Linked DNA regions of Mus musculus: region 1 is linked to region 2. A link is a contact called in public Hi-C data. All regions are on one chromosome and are shown on one strand. The core of a region is the stretch at or near the end of the contact, and the rest is flanking DNA. Distances in the headings are between cores, read along the strand shown.

What was found. Hi-C and Micro-C count contacts between places; a contact is called where the count stands out from the background.
Region 1: a Hi-C map of Th1 cells shows a contact between it and region 2, with 2.1 times the contacts expected there. The contact joins the promoter of Kif3b here to the promoter of Tspyl3 in region 2. A contact is called at or near these places in 11 of 39 promoter capture datasets (the HPC-7 cell line, HPC-7-derived erythroid cells, cranial neural crest and 7 more), 1 of 15 datasets of contacts at CTCF or cohesin (CD8 T cells), 7 of 484 Hi-C or Micro-C datasets (B cells, CD4 T cells, Th1 cells and 4 more), 8 of 115 datasets of contacts at active chromatin or transcription factors (the 230-238 cell line, CD8 T cells, Th17 cells and 3 more) and 4 of 9 other capture datasets (adipose tissue, embryonic stem cells, liver and 1 more).

What each region holds. Positions count from the first base shown.
Region 1 is chr2:153,287,082-153,292,847 of GRCm38.p6, forward strand. Kif3b (kinesin family member 3B) reads left to right here and starts at 4,335. Exons shown (of 9, transcript NM_008444.4): 1 at 4,335-4,423. Gm39961 (a long non-coding RNA gene) reads right to left here and starts at 4,345. Exons shown (of 3, transcript XR_866869.2): 1 at 4,058-4,345.
Region 2 is chr2:153,222,716-153,228,064 of GRCm38.p6, forward strand. Tspyl3 (TSPY-like 3) reads right to left here and starts at 2,726. Exons shown (of 1, transcript NM_198617.2): 1 at 1-2,726. The coding sequence starts at 2,601. The coding sequence ends at 1,597. Plagl2 (pleiomorphic adenoma gene-like 2) reads right to left here. Exons shown (of 3, transcript NM_018807.5): 3 at 5,054-5,349.

The DNA.
Region 1 (5,766 bases), core at 3,085-5,584, 66 kb after region 2:
TCCTTCCACCATATAGATTCGGAGGACTGAAAGGGTCTCAGGCTTGGTGGCAAGCGTCCTTACCTGACAAACCCACCATGCTGGCCCTAATGTATGCTTAGCCTTGACCTCACAGAGATCCACCTGCCTCTGCCTCTTGAGTGCTGGCATCAAATCTTCTATTTATTTATTTGTTTGTTTGTTTTATATATACGAGTACACAATCACTGTCTTCAAACACATCAGAAGAGGGCATTGAATCCCATTATAGATGGTTGTGAGCCACCATGTCGTTGCTGGGAATTGAACTCAGAACCTCTCCAAGGGCAGTCAGAGTTCTTAACCGCTGAGCCATCTCTCCAGCCCCTAATGTATGTTTTTAATAGGTGTCTTTGTGTGCTGCTATGGGCTAGCCACTGTGCTACAGAAGATACGCACACATAGTACGTACGTACATACGCAATACGTACGTGCATTCGTAATACGTACGTACATAGTTCCTGTCCTGGGAACTACGCATAAGCCCTGGTTTGCTTCTGGGACTTCTGGCTCTGCTGCTGACACCATTACTCTTACCGTCCCCTGTCATTTACTGTGCCCTACTTTTGGGTTTCATGCTTATTAACCCTTCAGCGAATCCTCACAGGAGCCCTTCAAGGAAGCCACGGGGTTGGAGCTTTAGCTCCGTGTAGAGCGTCCCTGAGAATCTCAAGGCTGTGGGTTACATCCCAGCACTGGGGGCAGAGGTTGGGGAGAAAAAGGGGAGGAATGAGGACCAGAAAGGTGGACTAACATGATCAAGGTCGCATATCCGTTAAGTGCCTGAGGAGGAAGCAATTACCTTCCGACCCTTGTCTGGCTTACTTCAGAAACATCAAAGATGTGAATTTAGAAGCCATTAGCTCCATCCCTAGTCTTCTGAGCCTCTCTTGGGTCACGCGGGCTCATCCATGCTGAACCTGGGCACCTCGCCAAGTGACAACCATTAAGCATGTCTCATGTATTTGGCCTCCATCCAAGCTCAGCATCTTATTTCCTCTTGAAAGGGGCTCAGGAATACCACCTCTTTACCATCCAATAAATAATTCCTATTTCTTTAGTCTTTTTATACCACCCCTTTCCAGCCCTCTTCCTCAAATAGCATCAAATTTCAAAGGACACTGAGCCCTCTTACCGGCAGGGCTCCTCTCATTGGCAGTTACTGCAGCCTTAGGACACCATGGGCCTATGTAATAGGTTTTATTTTTCCTTCCATGAGTTAGAGATTGGAATCCAGGACCTAGGGATGCCCAGCAAGTGCACTACACTCATTCTGTAGTTCAAGCTAGACTTGAACTCCTAATCTCTCTGTTTCTGCCACCTACCAAGTGCTGGGATGAGAGACATATATATCAGACTCCATATTGTACTTCATCTTTATGACAAACCTGGACAGTGTCAAATATATATTTTGCAGGTGGGTAATTTGAGTTCAAAGAATGATTTGCATTGGGTCACCTGCTGGATAAAGGACAGAATTGGAACTCAGGCCCCAAATTGTGTATACCTGAAGTCTTTGTTGGATAGTCTGGAACTATTCTGTGCAGTATGGTAGCCAGTAGCCACAGGTGACAACTCAAACACAAATTAACCAAAACTACGTAAACATGACTTGGTTGCTTGGTAGCCCTGGTGTCATTTTGGAAACAGAGCAGTTACATGTGGCTAGGGCAGCCATATTGGACGGTGCCAATACAGATCATTTCTACCACAGCCACAGGCTGCCGAACAGCACTGTTCTAGAATGTCAGAGAAGAAGGGAAACTTGGTGCTTTTGCCATGCCTTGGGGAACCAGGCCATGCTATCGGTCAACTCTGTAGGAAGTTCATTACAAGTTCCTTCCTGTAGGCAGGATCATAATAAAGGCCAGAAGCCCTGGCACACACCTTTAACCTCAGCATTTAGGAGACAGATACAGGTAGATCTATATGAATTGGAGGACAACCAGGTCTACATAGTAAGTTCTATATGGTGAGACCCTGTCTAAACCAAGTCATAGTAAAGCCAGCCATAGTGGTCGAGGGTAACAGCTGAGTGAGTTCGTTACTCAAGCATGAGGACCTGAGTTCAACCCCCAGCACCCAGATTAAAAGGCCACATTGGGGGCTGGGGAGTTGGCTCAGTCGTTGAGAGCACTGACTGCTTTTGCAGAGGACCAGGGTTCAATTCCCAGCACCCAAAGGGCAGTTCACAACTGGCTGTGTGTAAGTCCAGTTCCAATGAATATGATGCCTTCTTCTTACCACCTCAGGAACCAGACACTCACGAGGTGCACATGCGTACATGCAGGCAAACATTCATACACGTAAAATGGTAAAGAAGTTTAAAAACAATTTAAAGCCATGTCGTAGCACGTACTTGTGATCCCAGTGCTGGGAGTGAAAATCCCCCCCAAAAATGCTTTCTTCTATAAAATGCATTGGCATGGGGCTTCATCAGAGCAACAGAAAAATAACTAATACAGAAGAGGCAGAGGCAAGCAGATATCTGAGTTCAAGGCCAGCCTGGACTAAAGAGTGAATTCCAGGACAGCCAGGGCTACACTGAGAACACTGCCTCGGGAAAATGCAAGAAAGCAAACAAACAAAACCACCACTACCAATAACAACAACAAAACACCCGTCTGGGAGGCCCTGGGTTCTGTCTCCAGCACCACGTAAATGTCACGTGGTGCAATGTGCCTGTGATGTCAGAACTTAGGCAGGAGGATCAGAAGTTCCAGGTTATTTTTGTTTTCCTAGTGAATTTAAGGACAGCCCAGGGGCTGGAGAGATGGCTCAGCGGTTAAGAGCACTGACTGCTCTTCCAGAGGTCCTGAGTTCAATTCCCAGCAACCACATGGTGACTCACAAACATCTGTAATTGGATCAGATGCCTTCTTCTGGTGTGTCTGAAGACAGCTATAGTGTGTTTATATGCAATAAATAAATAAATCTTAAAACAAAACAAAACACAACAGCCCAGAATGGGAGAGGGTACAAAGAGCAACTAAAAGAACTAATGAAAATGAGAGAAAATTTTGGCAATTATTAGCCCTAGAAACTACCAAGAGATACAGAAGAGATGAAACATAAACACATATATTGCATTATGTTCTTGTAAACAACACATAATGTGTTTGTAACCAATACAGGTAAACTTTACTTTGCGTCAGTTTGGTAGGTATCTTTTTTTTTTCTTTGTGTGTAGCTCCAGCTCTCCTAGACTTGCTCTGTAGACCACATTGGCCTCCAACTCAGAGATCTGCCCACTCCTCCTTCCAGAGTGCTTTTTGCTTTGATGGAAGGGTAGCCGGACTCCAAAGATGCTATGCAGGGAGGATGACTTGATGTGATTCCGGTTTTCAAATTATTGTTCAGACTATCTAGTCGAGATGCCAACCATGCACTCCCAGCCCAGCTGGTTTGCATGTGCTGAAGTCAGAGGACAACCTAAGTTGTTTCTCTCCTGCCGGGTGGGTCCCTGGAATCTACCTCAAGCCGTCAAACGCGTTTACCCACTGAGCCATCAGAGGGTAGCATCTTTTCCCTACAATTATGTGTATTTATTTTTGATACTGAGGGACAGAGTCTCGCTGTGTAGTTCGGAACTTGCTCTGTACCCAAGCATGGTCTTGAGCTGTTCATCCTCCTGCCTCCATTTCCCGAGTGCTAGAACTATAGTCATGAGCCATCAAGCTCAACCAAAGTTTTTTGAGTTGATGGTAAGAATAGTGGGACTCCAAGGATGCCTTGCAGGGATGTGCTTCAGGTTTTAAATTATTATTCAGGTCACCTCGCCGGGAATGGATGGTCAGGCCTTATACTCTATTAACAGAGAACAAGAATTGCAGTCGAGTCTAAAGATGACAGGTGGCCTGGCCTTGCTTGTGGTGCTGTTCTTTAAAAAAGTGGAGAAAAGCAGGAATATATGAAAGGCAGACTGTGGGACTCGATGGCCAAATGAAAGTGACAGGCAGGACAGATTTTCCTTCATCCCTGGGTGGCCTTAATTGGGAGCCACTCAATACTAATCTGAGACCCAGATCAGAGAACTGACCTGAAAGAGCTTTCAGAAGGGGAGGATGAAAGCGCGTAGTGTGACCAAGATACTGGGCTCTGTTTCACAAACGGAGAAACTGAGGCACCCGAGACCAGAGGACCGAGTCCGGGTGCCTAGGAGGGTCAGAGTGTCCGCGCGCTGGGAACCTGGAAAACGCCGCTGCACTCCGGGTTCCGCCCCTCGGCGAGCTCCTCGCTTCGGAGGCCCAATAAAGTTATTGAAATTGACGCGGTTGCTAAGGAAGTGGGTCGCCGAGCCGGGTTGCTAAGGAAGTGAGCGCCGCGGTCTCTCCCCATCCGGGGCAGCTGGGAATGGCTGAGCCCCGGGTTCGCCGCCGCCGCCCGCTCTCGGCTGCGGCCGCAGGTGAGTTCGAGATGCTGGGGTCACCGCGGGGCGCCCAGCATTATCCCGATGTCGTTGCTCTGCGAGCCGCAGCATCCTTTGTCCGGCCTCTGTGGTATCTCTGACCACCCGGCTTTTTCTCGGGCGCGGCCGGTACGACCCCCCAGTCTCGGCCGCCCGTGCTCGCTCCTCACGGCCGGTCCGGGGCCACAGTCCCAGGCCCTGGCTGGAAAGGCAGCTCAGGAAGCAAGAACCTGAGGTCCGAGCCTCAGGGCGGTGCCTGGCTCGCTGTGTGACCTTGGACAAACCCCTTGCCTTCTCTGGCAGCAGCAGACCTGTCTGCCCATTGGGGTCTTGACACTTGCCGAGGAGACTTGTATATGAAAGGGCTCCAAGTGGGAAGAGGGTGAACGGCCAGGATACTCTATGTGGAGACCAAGAGAACTGTTTGAAGTCTGAGTGCTTGAGTTTGAGGCTGCATAGCGTGGCGTTGAGTCTTCTCATCTGTAAATCAGATCATGGGATTGCCCTTCGTGGGAAGCAGGGCGTCTGGAGTAGCTTGGGACATGATGCTTAAAAAAACAAAACAAAACATGTTAATTGCATATAACGGGTTTCATGATGACGTTTCATCCGTGTGTATAATTTATTTTATTCGTGCTCCCCTCCCACTGACCCTTTCCCTTCACTTTTTAGTCCCTTCTAATTCCATGCCCTAGCGCAGTTTACAAAAATTAGGTTCTTTTGAGGAGCATGGGCGTTTTGCCCGTGGCTACACTACAGAAGAAAATGCCTGCTACTCCCTCAATCACCAATAACTCATGTGAGGTGTTAGGTTTGGGGGTGTGGTGGTGGTGGGGACACAACACCTCAGGAATGGGTGGCTGTGTTGTGAGCCCCTCCCCCTAGCAACCGTTAACTGCCCATAAATCCTCGTGTAGGGGTGGGTCCTGTTGAGCCCCTCCCCCTCCACAAAACACGTGGTTAAGTACTACTTATCACTAATGGGATGGAGCCTTCCAAGAAGGGGAAGATGACTTGGAACCAGAAGGACTTAGGTGTGTAGCTTGCTAGTGCATATGGGTATTCTAGACACCCTGGCCATTCCCCACCCACAGTTTTACTTTGTAGTCTGCTCAGAGGGGGGAAGTTACTGACCTCTTAAAAGGTTCTGTACTTGTGCCATGCCTGTCACCCGGTATATTCATAACAAGAATAGGGGTATTTATCTCTTCTGAGAAGTGCTTAGAGCAACTTGATGCTTAAGAAGTTTTTTGAGGCGTATTATCTCATTTAGTCTTCACAGACAGTGTCAGGCAGCTGGTGATGTCACCCGCTCTTGTAGATGAGGAACCTGTGCCTGA
Region 2 (5,349 bases), core at 1,476-3,975:
TGTCCTCAACTCAACCTGAGCAGGCCTGTGTGCTCAGTTTTTCAGCAATGGCAGAGAAGTTGATGATGCATGGGTCTTACTCAACAGGCACAAAATGGAAACCACGTTAACTTCCTGCTCACATAAGCTCATTACTGGACCAGAAAAGAGTCAAGACATGGCAATATTATGTTTCTCTTCTAATTTACAAAATATATTGGTGAATCAAAAGAAAGGGAGATGAGGGTTCTCCATCTCCATTATTTTATGCCCCCATGTCCTAGGGAGCAGAGAGCAAGGCCTTTCGTGAGATGACAACCTGGGGGGAACTCGGAGGGCAGGGCAGTTTAGCCTTTTATCTATAGGAACCCACAAGGGGTAGAGGGGCAGAGGAGGAGGGGAGACTAAAGTTTCTTTAAAAGAACACAGTGTAAAATGAAGTGATTAACCATCCCTGCCCCAGCCCGACACTGGGTACTCTGGATATTCTAAGCCTCGCTAGAGAAACCAGAGCAAAGTGGGCAGAGAACACCAGCAGTTCAGAGTTTAGTCTTCCTCACTGGAGACAGGCAAATTCAAGAACCGGTCTCCTTAGCTATTTGGGGAAACAAATAGCATCTTCAGATATGTTTCAGCGTTGTTCCATTAAAAGCCATGTGATATCTCTGCCAGTGGAAGCAAGCCCCATGGCCAGAAGCCTCCCTTCTCCAGGACCTACAACCTGGCAGCTTAAAAACAGGTAGGTGTAGGAGAAGCTGACAAGAGGTCTGGGTTCTGTGTAGGTCTTGGAATGAGGCTTCTTAAAGGACTACCAACCTTGCTCCTGCCTTGAGCACACACCCAGATATGCCAGCCTACTATAATCTCTATGGTAGTAGGAGCGCTCACGACATTGACAGGTGACCCTTCCAGACCTGACAGCAGGCAACAAGGATGATGGTAGACAAGGTAGAACTCCTCAGAAAGCCAATGGCCAGGCATGGGTAGGGTACAACACGGGTCTTCACAAGCCAACACCAGGCTATAGGAGGGGCACGCATAGGATGAAGAGAGCAGCATGGTCAGGAATAGTGTACTTCTGGCCTTAGGCCCCGCCCATGTCTCTTCACCTGGCTGTCCAGGCTGCAGATCCTCAATAGTCCAGTCGGTAGGAGCTGCTCTGTCTGCGGTCTTGGAGCCATGGGGTATCCAAGTCTGGTTGCCCATCAGGACCAAATGCACCCGCTTCATCTTAGGTGTCACACCTCAGTTTGGGACAGTCAGCACTTGTCAAACTTTGAAGAGCTAGGCCTCCAACAGGAGCTGGTCCTTGTGAAGCCTTGTCAGTCGTGGTGGCAAGTAAGTGAAAGGCCATGTTTTACATGTGGTCCAGGCCAAAGCCATGATGACAGTATACATCCATAACATTGGGTGCCTGCTATAAGTACAGTGGCGTATGAGAAGTACATGACATAGAACAGCGTGAAGATCACAGCCTTGGCCCCGAGTCCACCAAACACGCTAAGGATTCAGAAGTCACAGAGGAGAAGGCAGACAGTAGAGCACTGGCCTAGACATAGGCAGGTTGGCAGGGAGAGAGCAGGAGTCCTATGTAAGCACCAAGTATCAGAGCAGGACTTAGCCAGACTGGAACCCATAGGGCCTTGGCCGAGCCTCTGCTGACCACCTTGCAAGGCTTCGTCTAGCTCTGTAGGGCCTTTGCCCCAGCAAGTAGTATTGCAAAGGGTTGGGCCACAGGTCATCTTTAATGATCTGGGCCACCCTGTCAGCTTCTAGGAGGCTATGCTGTGAAAACCAGCTGAAGAAGCTTCGCACGGCATCCCGGTTCCTGTGCACCAAGGCAGGAGGTTCCTGGCCTCGGTGCCAGAGGATGCGAGTAGCAATGGACACCACACCGCCTGAGGCTCTGCACTCATACTCCTTCACTATCACCTCATTTCGGAAGTAAGGGTTGCTCTCAAACAGGAACTTGAACTTGCAACCTGTTCTGGAGTGCCTGAGCTCCCTCACCTCCAAATTCATCAGGTAGCCAAGCATGTCTTCATCCCTAGGGCTGATCATAGCTGATAGCTGTGGGTGGTTCAGGAAGGCAGTGACCCAAAAGCCTGGAATATTTTGAATGATGAAGCTCCTACGGGCTAGGTGCAACCGACGCATCCTCCCAAACCTGCGCACCAGCTGCAGGTGGGCCCCATCCGCCTGGGCACTCATGGCCTCTAACTCCCACTGGATGGCCTCTAGAGGGTCCACGATAAGAGCCCTGAGGTCCAGAGGCCTCAGGCTCTCCTGGGCTTCCGCGACCCACTCCAGCTTCTCCCCCACCTCCGCAGGCTCCTCCGCGGCTACAGAGTCTTCCTCAGTCGTCACTTCCTCAGTCTTTCCTTTGGTCCCCACCCCATTACCCGAGCCCTTCTCGCAGCCATCCAGGTTCAGAACGCGGGAGGCAGAGTTCTCTCCAGTGTTTTCTGAGGAAGGCGGTGCGGTTGCAGGGCTGGCTGCGGGGTTGCAGGGCCTAAGCGGCTCAGCTCCGGGGACACGGGGCCGGGCCGGGTGTGCATCCCGCTCTTGTATGGGCGGCAGGCACATGGTCGCCTCCAGAACCCCGATCCCCTCCCACGCCATCACCTACTGAGTGTCTGGCTGGAGCGGCCAGGAGAGCACCCGCAGGATTGTGGTATGTCGCGGCAGTAGAGATGCAGGCGGCAGGCAGGGTCTCCTCTCTGGGGCGAGCTCCGCCCCTTGCACCCCCCTGCCGGATGTGACTTGCTAGAGTCACTCCACTGCAGGAGACAGGGAAGATGAGACCACCTGAGTCAAACAGAACTGGTTCCAGGTTAGAAGGGCAGGTGATGAAAAAAAAAAATGCTGGGCTGGTATAGACTAGGAAAAGAGCAGGCATTAGGAGTCAGGCCCAACTCAGCAGATGTGGTTGTAACCTTGCATCAAAGCCAGCACAACACGGGAGGGTTGTTTTCCTTCCCTGGCTCTTTGCAGCTTTAGGGCTGGCAGATAGGACACGTGCAGTCTTGTCAGGATGTATTATCCTGGCATAGGCAGAGGGCTTACCAGATTCAAACTGGGAACTAAAGATAAACGTAACTGTCAGGCAATGAAGCTGCTGGGAAAGCCCTAGAAAGATGAGAGGCCAGGAACAATCTAAAGTTGCTCCATTGTATTGACCTGTGAACATTTATGGAGTGCTTTCATGGTTGCTAATTGATATAGGATGGCACAGCCCCACTGTGGGTAGTGCCATCCCTTGTCCGATGGCCTGGGCTGTGTAGGAAAGGTAGCTGAAGGCTGTGAGGAGCAGAGGAAGCCCTGATGAAATGTTTATTACTGATAAGGATCAATGCCTCAGACTTACAAACTGCCAAAGCCTTCCTCTGGTTCTGTGTTCCCGGGAATGCTGGTAAGTGGACAGAAAGCATTAATTACAGCTTGTACCCCTCCCCCCCAGATGTTTACAGCTTGAGACTGCTTGCCCAGAGAGACTATCAACACTAACCCTTCCTTCTCACGCCATACCTAATAAAATGCCATACCTAATAAAATGCACGGAGGTTCCAATTGCTGCAGCTGGCTTGGCTTCAGCAGAGGGTGTGCCACACTAATCCTAGTTTTTCATGCACATATCTGTCCTTTCTTCACTCTCATCCCCTTGTCCAGTTTCCAGAACCAAGTCCCCAATGATAAATTGTAACCTGTATGATGAAATAAACCCTCTCACTCCCAAGCTGGTTTTGGTTACTATTTTAACTAAGCAAACTAGGACAGGGACACTCTCCTTGTTTTGTTTCATTTTAAAAGAGGTCCTCTCATCAGGGCCTGTGTCTGGGATAGCCCCAGAGCTAGGATGTAACTGCCCCTGCACTCCACAATCCAAGTGTGGCAACATTCCTGTAGTCTCAGCCCTCAAACTTGTGTAGGTCAGTACCTGGAAAGTATAATTCTGCCTAAATGTTCCTGCCTTTCTCATCAAAAGATACCACAGCTCCCTCATCTGAAACCCCTAGACCTCTCATATGACATCCACTATCTAGAGTATAAAGTAGAAAACTCTAACTGGGATTCTGACCCACTGTGGTGGACAGTGGACATTTATCAAGGGGGAGGGTGAAATAAAAGATCAGCCCTCTGCCTTTGGGTACCAAACACCTGCACACTGATTCTTTCTGGCCCCACAGTCTCTAGGGCTAGACTCCCAAATAGCCATCTGACTTTGACACTGGCTCCCATCTCCTAGATTGGAAAATCTCAGTGCAAAGGGTGGGGCCTGAGATGATGACTTGTTAAGAGACAGGCCTAGCAATAGTGTTAGGTGAGCCTACATCAGACTGGAAGCACAGTTTGAGCACAGATTTGTAAAGCTGGGCCCTAGCCATCAAAACGTGTACAGCTTGAGGAGCCTGAAAAGGGCTCTCTTCCTGTCAGAACTGCATGAAGAAGTCATCTATAATCACCACCCACCCCTAGACACTAAAGGAGAGCCTTTGTATGGCCTGAGAACAGTCACAACCAGAAAAGAGAGGGCAAAGAACCAAGAGTGCTGAGATCAAGTACATGTGAACCTCTATATCAAAACAAGTGTGCCAGCACTTAGGAGGCAGAGGCAAGCAGATTTCTTTTTTTCTTCTTTTGGTTTTTTGGAGACAGGGTTTCTCTGTGTAGTCCTGGCTGTCCTGGAACTCACTCTGTAGACCAGGCTGGAGTTCAAGGCCAGCCTGGTCTACAAAGTAAGTTTCAGGACAGCCAGGGCTATACAGAGAAACCCTGTCTCGAAACCAAACAAACAAAAACCAAGTGTGGAGACTGGACTACCTCTGCCATTTTCAGTTACATAACACTTCAGTGCTTAAAGGCTGTTTGATCTGGGTTTTCTGACTCTCACACCCAATATGAATTGGCACAATGAAGCCACTTACCTCAAAGACATTCAGTCAAGACCTACTGTCTGCCATACCCTCACCGGTATCACTTTGGATGCTCAAGATGCCTACAGATTGCCATTCTTCACAATTTCTGGCTCACTGCAACCCTCCCCAAATAAACAAGTTCAAAACTGCAAAGCACATCATTCAGAAGTTTTTAATAAACAACTTCATTATAAAAACTTTTTTTTGAAAATTAATTCTGTAAAACATTGAAAAAATCTACTTTAACAAAGATATGCCCTGTGCATTTTCTAATGGCACTTATATTTTACAATTAAAAACCTTGTTTTATATAAAGCCAAAAATACTCCAAGAGGTTATTCACTGTGTTTACAAAGTGCTAGAAGGTTTTTGTCTTGTATTTTTCTTTAAATAATCTGGCATTAAGAAAGAGTGGCTCTAGAGCATCAACCAACTGGCAGTGGGGGAGGTGTGA